Regions from separate parts of the Mus musculus genome. Here regions 1 and 3 are each linked to region 2. Evidence: chromatin contacts called from public HiChIP or PLAC-seq data. All regions are on one chromosome and are shown on one strand. Each heading gives the region's core, a stretch centred on a gene start, on an enhancer-like site or on the middle of the called end of the contact. The rest is flanking DNA. Distances are from core to core; before and after follow the strand shown.

The links. HiChIP or PLAC-seq counts read pairs in DNA pulled down with a chosen protein or histone mark.
Region 1: an HNF4G HiChIP or PLAC-seq map of pancreatic cancer cells shows a contact between it and region 2. The contact joins the promoter of 4930434B07Rik here to the promoter of Mlph in region 2. A contact is called at or near these places in 1 of 39 promoter capture datasets (cranial neural crest) and 2 of 115 datasets of contacts at active chromatin or transcription factors (neural tube and pancreatic cancer cells).
Region 3: an H3K27ac HiChIP or PLAC-seq map of extraembryonic endoderm stem cells shows a contact between it and region 2, with 4 times the contacts expected there. The contact joins the promoter of Asb1 here to the promoter of Mlph in region 2. A contact is called at or near these places in 2 of 115 datasets of contacts at active chromatin or transcription factors (extraembryonic endoderm stem cells and pancreatic cancer cells).

Annotation. Positions count from the first base shown.
Region 1 is chr1:90,152,214-90,154,913 of GRCm38.p6, reverse strand. It overlaps 4930434B07Rik (a long non-coding RNA gene), which reads right to left and starts at 1,422. Exons shown (of 4, transcript XR_878374.2): 1 at 1,176-1,422; 2 at 657-841; 3 at 281-519. Iqca (IQ motif containing with AAA domain) reads left to right here and starts at 1,478. Exons shown (of 19, transcript NM_001368722.1): 1 at 1,478-1,749. The coding sequence starts at 1,739.
Region 2 is chr1:90,913,733-90,916,432 of GRCm38.p6, reverse strand. Mlph (melanophilin) reads right to left here and starts at 1,333. Exons shown (of 16, transcript NM_053015.3): 1 at 1,180-1,333.
Region 3 is chr1:91,539,164-91,541,863 of GRCm38.p6, reverse strand. It overlaps Asb1 (ankyrin repeat and SOCS box-containing 1), which reads right to left and starts at 1,299. Exons shown (of 5, transcript NM_001039126.2): 1 at 1,000-1,299. The coding sequence starts at 1,051.

The sequences.
Region 1 (2,700 bases), core at 173-2,672, 760 kb after region 2:
TAACACGCTAGTTAAGGTCCTGATGGTTTTCCTATTTGAGCACTAAGTGGCTCCCACTCTCCCCTCGAGAGCTTTGCACTTTGTATTTGGCACTGAAAGCACTTGTTGCTGACAGCCAGCATGGCTCCTGGTGTTGTCTTGCCATCTCTTGGTTCTCCCAGAACATAGCAAGAAAACTCTCTCTCCCTCCCTCCCTCCCTCCCTCCCTCCCTCCCTCCCTCCCTCCCTCCCTCCCTCCCTCCTTCTCTCTCCCTCCTTCTCTCTATTTCCCCCATCCCACCTTAGATGTCTCTTTGTATTTCCATGAATTGTGGGCGGGCACATAGATAAAGGCCAGAATCAACATCAGGTTTCTTCCTGGACTGCTCTTCACCTCATTTATTTTTTCAGATGGAGTCTCTTCCTGAGCCTGGAGCTCACAGAACAGACTAGATCGGCTAGCAGTGCACACCAGGGATCGTCTTGTCTGCACAGGCTTCAAAGATGTGTGCCACAGAACCTGGCTTTTCCCCATGGGTGCTAGGGATCAAAAGTCAGGCCCGCATATTTCTCCCCCAAGGAATTAACCAATCTCCAGAGCCCTAGAAGCTCCTCCTCCCCCGCCCCCCAGGAACACCAGCTAACCCTTTTGAGCAGCCCATGAGTCTCCATCTTACCCAGCCACAGTCACTATGGCTGATTCCGGCTCCTCGAAGTCAGGACATGCTGAGTTGTGCCTGGCCTTTCTCAGCTTTTCCCAATTCCTTTCTCTGTTGAACCCTTTCATCAAAAAAACATCCCTGGGACCCTTGGTGTGTTGTCTGGCTGGCTGCTTTCTCCACAAAGACTTGGGGAACTGGGCCTAGCATAAATCAGGACTCCATTGCAGCCTCTAGATGGAGGTTCATACTGCTACAGGGTTGGGGAGAGGTTCGTACCTCCTTTGTTCCCTCCCTCGATAATGGTCTGTGGTTTGGGTCTGTTGCTTCCTGCGTTGGCTCTCCTCTTTCCCCTCTCCCTCTTCTCCACTTTCCCCCCACATTTTCCTCCCTCCCCGAATCCTGTCTCTCTATTGTGCGATTCAGGGCATGCCCCTAAAGGAACTGCAGATTCTTTGTAAAGTTTGCCACTAAATTTTAACGTTAACTAAGAATGAAAACTAAGAAAAGCCTTTTTGCGGGTCGCTGACGGCTCACATAAACAGGGCACTTCTCTTTTATGGAGTGCCGGCCTCTGCGCTTGCCAAAGTGCGCAACTTCTGCACCCACTCTGAAGATGGGAAGATGTCAGAGACTCCAGACAGAGACAAAGCAGGACCTGGAGAGCCGGACGTAGCTCCTCCCACCCGGTCAGCTGCAGAACTTGCCTCGCCCCTAGCTCCTCGCGCCCTGCCTTGCAGTTGCCACGGAAACGGAAACATAAGCAGGCACTGCTCAGATGTAGAGTTCCTGTTGCTAGGGGCCACCTGAAGACGCTCTAGTGGGAGAAGTGGGGTTCCAGAGCCCGAGGCAGCAACCGGAGCGAGGGAATCCCAGTCAGAGCCTGCTCTCCAGGAGGGTGGCCACAGGTCACCAACCCTGCCAAGCCTCTCCCTGCCCTAAGAGACAGGCTGTCCTCAGTCCCTGTTCCTCCCTCCAGAGGAATCCCCAACCTCTGAAAACCTCTAGGGGGAGTTCCCCCAACTTCGGCAGTAGGCCAGCCTTTAGAGGCCAAGGAAAAGCTTTCCTGTGGGTGAAGGAAAGACAGAAAGAGGCCAACCATGTCGAACCTGTAAGTGGTGGGTTACTATTGCCTTAGTGGGGGGGTCGCCTGGGCAGGGTGGCTTCTGCCTTTCCCCCTCCCTCCTCCCTCCTCCTTTTTATCTTTTATCAAGTTCAATGTGCCTCAGAAATGACTCTCCCTGTCTCAGCAAGGAACACTAGACTGTTTCCCTCCTTCCCCAGGGGAGGACCTCCAGGCCTTCATCACATGTCATGGGTGACCGAGGTGGCTTTTCTATTAGTCATGAAGGGGTTGCTTGTGGAAACACCAGTCCCTAGATCGAGCTCCAGAAAGATCTGGGGGAAGCAGCAATACCCTATTTCCCAGCCCAACCCCGAGGCTGTTGCCCTGTGTGTGTCTGTCCCCACCCTGTGTACCTGGCTCTGCACTTACTTCACATTGGGAGCACACGGTATGGCTTGACTGGAGTAAGTTTCAGGGCCCAGCCATGGCCACAGCCATCCTGTAAAGCTGTAGCTCTGCGTGCTGTTTCCATCTTGTTGAAGAGACATCCTCATGGGGCAGTGGCTCACAGCGTCAATGTGTAACAGCTGTATACCACAGCTCCAGCTCCAGCTCCAGCCTACCCCCAGCCTCCCAATACTGACTTTCAGGAAACCTAAGCCTGGAAGTGAGGAGTGGGGTGTGGGGAGACCAGGAAAGCAGACTGCATGCATGCAGCCTGTGGAACTCGAAGGAAGGCTGTTGAATATCAGCTCTTAGCTTCATAGAGATGAAGTAGGAACTTGACAGTGTGGACCCAGGATGGTCCATAGGAGACACAGAATAAGTGTAGGTAAGAGGGCGAGCCCGGATCAGCGGGAAGAAGAGCTAGCACGGCAAAGGATCCAAAACCCCTTCCTCCATGGGAAAATGGTGGAGAGAGAGAGAGAGAGAAAGAGAGAGAGAGAGAGAGAGAGAGAGAGAGAGAGAGCAGGCTCTACCCAGTGATCCTGGCAT
Region 2 (2,700 bases), core at 84-2,583:
CTCCCCCCTCTCCCAGTTCCCCCTCCTTGACCTCCCCCTCCCCCAGTGTCCCTCTCCAACCTCCCTCCTCCTCTAGTTCTCAGCAGCTTTTCAGAGTCACTAATGCATCAGGATGACCCACCAGCTTCTCATGCTTGTGCCTGGACCAGGTTCCAAGTCCTGTGAGGCACCTGCCCTGGTACCCACTTTGGAGATGGGGCACTGATGCTGGGTGAGATGGAAGAACTCACCTCCCCACCTTGCCTGGTGATGCTCTAAGAAGTGACACCTTGGAGACCTGGGCCCGGAGGGGTGATGCTCGTGGCCAGGAAAGCTGTTGCTGTGTCTTACTAAGGCCTTGTAATCAGTTGGGAGATGGGTGTGTGTTAAATGACACACATCTGGGCCAGGGAGCCATCAGGCTCAGGGGTTCACCAACTTCAATGCCCAGCTACCCCTGGTCTTTAGCCCATCCCTTTTCCTGAGACTTGTGCCCTGGGTATCTAGGGGAGTCTTGTACCCTGGTTATTACTCAAAGCCCTCAGAAGGAAACAAGAGCAATCCTTGTGGCATAGAAACAGAACAGACAACAGCACCAACTCATTTCCGATGAAAGCAAAGAACTGTGTTTTTAGTTCAGGTCAGTAGGACATAGGTGTGTGCTCTGTGAAATCTTCCTGCATCTGTGAGACTCAGCTCTCTCCCAGGCTTGGACACAGTGGGGTGACACTCGAGGTGTTAACACATTTCCTCTCACATCTTCATAATAAGAAGGAGGGCCTAGAGGACCTATGGTCCAACAACAACAACAACAACAACAACAACAACAACAACAACATGATTCCACTAAGTCCGGAGGAGGGCAGGTGCCTCCTTCATGCACCTATCTGCTTTCTTCTTGCTCCCAGAAGACAGCCAAGAGGAAGCCAAGAGGGCAGCCAAGAGGAAGTTTCTGTACAAATAGCCTCTCACCCTGGGCTCCGGTCCAAGTCTCCCGAAGGCACCAGCTTTTAGCTCAAAGGAAGCTTTTAATTAAAACCAACTGTTTAGCCCCAAATGGGCTCCCCAAGGATTTCGCCCATTGTGTTTAAGGCATCCAGAAGAAGCCCAGAGTTCAGAAGTAAGGTGTCGCTGCACCCTCCCTGAGCCAGATTCCCTCTTCTGGGAGTTCTGCAAGCCCCAGGTCCTTGGTGCACTCACCAGCCTCTCTCCTGGGAATGCCCAGCCTGTAGCTCTGGCTCGGTGGGTCCTGGCCTCTGCTCCTTTCTCTTAGCTCCTGAGAGAGAAACCCCAGGCACCGAGCGAGGCCAGTGTCAGGGTGCACTGAGCTAGACAGAGCTGTGTGCGGGGATCCAGGCAGCTGTGGCGCCGGTCCTGCCCAACTTGCGGCTCAGATCACGTGGGCTACTCCTGACCCGCCCAGCTCCGGGATCGACGTGCACCCCAGGGTGCCTGGACAGGCCAAGAGCAGAGCGGACTCCAGTGGCCCTCCTGGGAGGCGCTGAAGTGGGTATGGAGGACAGAGGCACCTTGTCCCCAAGCCGGTTGAGAGCAGAACACGCGTTGGAGTTGTGCGCTCATTTCCACCACTGGGTTCTGGTCCCCCATAGGAGGGATCTGCTGGCAAACCGCATCCTCTGAGAACACGGCACCTCCGCAAATATCCATTTTAACTCTTTACTTAGCTTCACAGACAGGGAAACTGAGGAAAAGCGCCCTACCCAAAGTCACCAACTTCTTAGTGAGACTGTGAGCCCAGGTTTCCAGCTGGAGTCGCTGTCCCCCAGGCCCTCAGATGGACTCACAAGCGGCCCCCCCCCCCCAGTCCGGCCAAGGCCTTGACTATTGAAAACAGTCCAGTAGGTCTGTGGTCTGAGAAGCTCCACCCAGAGATCTGCCCTGGATGTTGAAAGAACATAACCTCCCCCCATGCCGCAGCATAAGAGCACCCTGACCCCTTCCCTATGGCTATATTAAAAAACCAACCAAACAAAAATTCACTTAGCCAAGTGTGTGCTAGTTCACACCCAAAATCCCAACACTTGGGAGGCTGAAGCAGGAGGATTGCTGAAAGTTTCAGACCAACCTGTTTTAGTATTGAGTTCCAGCCAGGCCAGCCTGAGCTACAGAGAGAGGCCTCTACTCTTTGAGGACAACTTTTACAACTCAGTGCTGGCATCTGCAACATAGAGACAGGGCCGTAAACAATAACTAGCTCCAGGGTGGACAGATGTGATAGTAGCATTTATTCCCTGTCAGCAGGAGAGGAAAGGGAACCTTAGAAGACATGCTTTGGGTCATCTGCAGATGTGTGTGTGTGCGCGCGCGCGCGTGCGCGCGTGTGTGTGTGTGTGTGTGTGTGTGTGTGTGTGTGTGTGTGACTGAATATGTGATTGTGTGTGTGCATATGACTGAGTATGTGACTCTCTCTGTGTGTGCATATGACTATGTGATTCTCTGTGTATGTGTGCATGACTGAGTGTGTGAGTCTCTCTGTGTGTGCATATGACTGTGTATGTGATTGTGTGTGTGTGTGTGTGTGTGCATATGACTGTGTATGTGATTATGTGTGTGTGTGTGTGTGTGTGTGTGCATATGACTGAGTATGTGACTCTCTCTGTGTGTGCATATAACTATGTGATTCTCTGTGTATGTGTGCATGACTGAGTGTGTGAGTCTCTCTGTGTGTGCATATGACTGTGTATGTGATTGTGTGTGTGT
Region 3 (2,700 bases), core at 50-2,549, 630 kb before region 2:
GACTATTCTGTACCTTAAGAAATAGCTACCCTTTGACCAACCACCTCTCTCCCATTTCTCATTCCTGCATGACAGGTCAATCCACTCAAAGATCTTGTCTGTCCCTGAGATCAAATTCAATGACAACCAAAGCTCTTGGTGGTAGAGGCCTTGCCTTGCTTTTTCATGTCACCCCGATAGCCCCAGGTGAGTCAGGCCAATAGGACATCATCCACAAAGTTTGTTGAATTGATGGAGGGAGGAATGACAAGAGACTGTACCAACATTGTGGCTTTCTCAGATTTTCTGCATACAGAAGAGAGCTCAGTGAACTCTAAAATCAGAGATGGGTGCAGAAGCACACCTACCAAACACCTACCAGCAGGTTCAGAAAGACCCCAAGGTGGACGCCGTACCAGGAAACTCTCCTGGGAATTGTTAGTTCCATTGTAGCAGCACTGCAAAGTGGAGCAGCTTTAAGGCAGGTGGCAAGTGTCACCCTTTTTCTGCAGGTGGGTCAAGCGCCCCTGTAAGAGTTGTGGCACTAGCAAGCTCTCTGGGGACAGCACTGTCGTTAAGGTGGGTGGAGGTGGGGCGGAGGACGTTTGTCCAGTAGCTACTGCGCTGACTGGCTGGCGGGATGGGGAAAGGGAACCTGTCCGCACGAAGGCTGACCTCTGAGGGCCCTTACTGACCAGTGAGCTCATACCTGGAAGAAGATCCGAACCCCATGGTCCAGCCAGGGTCATCGCTGACGGGGATGGGCTAACAGGGTGGCAGTTACAAGGCTAGCTCCACCAGAAAGAAACCTCCGTGGGAGGGATGTCCACGAGAGGCCAGGCAGGAGCGGGGGCGCGCGCCTAGGGCCGCGCGGAGCCTAACGTCCACACTTACTGACCCCGGGCGCGATTCCTCGGATCTGGCCTGCGAGGACCGAGGACCCGAGTCCCGGACGCCCAAGGGACACTCTGACCCCAAGACGCAACCCCGCTCCCTACTACCCCTAGCCGCGCACGTTACCTGCGGGTCCCGGGCCGGCCCGTCCATCGGGGCCGGTCCCGCCCTCCGCCATGCCTACTTGGTCCTCAGCCTCCGCCCTGACCCCGCCGCCTGTCCACCTCCGCAGCAATCCTGTCAGAGAGCAACGCTGTCAGAGAAGCACCGCCGGCGTTTCCGGCAGGTGGGCGTGTCCAGGGCTCGGCTTCCGGGGAGTATGAGCCTCCTTTTCGTACTTCCTGCTCCGGACGGAGGGTGCTGGGGTCTCCACTTCCGGCCTGGCTAACGGACTTGATTGCTGATTAGCGGGGTTGACCAAACTGCGTCTCCCGAGGCAACAGCAGCAGCTTCTGGGGAAACGCCTTTCCTCTGGGGGCGGAGGCTTATTTGCATGCCTCAGGAACTCCTGGTTGGTCGATTCTGTTCCCGCCCACTGGAGGGCGGGACGTGGGCGGGACCGTTACGGCCCAGTGGACTGTGGTCCGCTATCGCAGCGGCTGAAGGGTGTTGAGTGACGTGGGGCTGCGCTGCTGTCCTTTCTACGAGACTCCAAACGGTGCCTTCCGAGTCGGTGACTTGCAAAGTTGTGTTAGACGAAGGCAGCCCAGAATGTCTCCATGGAGCCAATAGTGTCTGTAACTTGGTCAAGGCGTGTTGACAGAGTGGCTTTCCCTCAAGCACTCCCGATTTTACATCGGTCACACTGTGTGCGTTGCGTTACGAACAGTTCTTAAGCATGGACGCTGTCGGGTCCTTTCATTCTCCTCTACACAACTTAGGGAAGGTACCTTGCAGGGGGAGGACCCCAGTGGACCGGGGGGAGACCGCGCCTTAAGGAGACAGAAGCGCCCCGCTGTCCTGTGAGATGGAGGCAAGGCCACAGTCTCCAACACCGCGGCTGTGACTTGTCTGCATCTTTGTGTGGTCATGGCACACCAGCTGGGAGCTAGCGACTATAGGTGCCCAACAAATCCTCGTGCCCAGACTGGCTCAGTTGCACAGGTCTGTGGAGCTGTGTGAGGCATCCTGGAACAGAGCCACGGGCTCTGAGGGTTTTGAGGGGAGCGGGGAGATTCCTGCAGTGGTGTTTGGTCTTGATAACACCGTTGGCACGAGGGACAGGTGACACCAATGACGCTGCAAGGCAAAGAGCCAGAGGTGGCTCAGCCTTATGGCTCTGCTCCACGGCTGCACATCCCTGGCTGGGATACCTCAAGGGTAAAACCACCCAAATGCGCATCAAAATGTGGTGTCGTGGCCATCCATATATCCTTTAAAAAGCCTCTGCCCCAGGTTACAACATGGCCAACCCTGGAGGATCTCTGCTCAGTGAAATAAGCCAGCAATAACGAACAAATAATGCACTCTTCCACACATAGGTCACTAAAGGAATCAGCTTCGGAAACAGAGTGGAATAGTAGGTGTCAGTTTGCTTCCAGAAAAGGGAGTGTCACGGGTGAGGGGACAGAGATAAAACTCCAGGCTGTCACCCTAGCCTGAGAACTTCGTTGAGACCAAAACTCAAGCAAAACTGGACTTACTGCTTTGGCTCGGGAAAAAAAAAATTTGTTAAGACTAATGGAAGCAATGTTGAGGTTTTATTTAAAATACTTTAACATTAGACTTTAACCTAAAGACTTAGAAGAGAGGTACTATGGAAGACACACCCAAGTATAGCTCCTCAAGGGAGTCACAATCCTTAGCACTAGCTACTATATACACCAT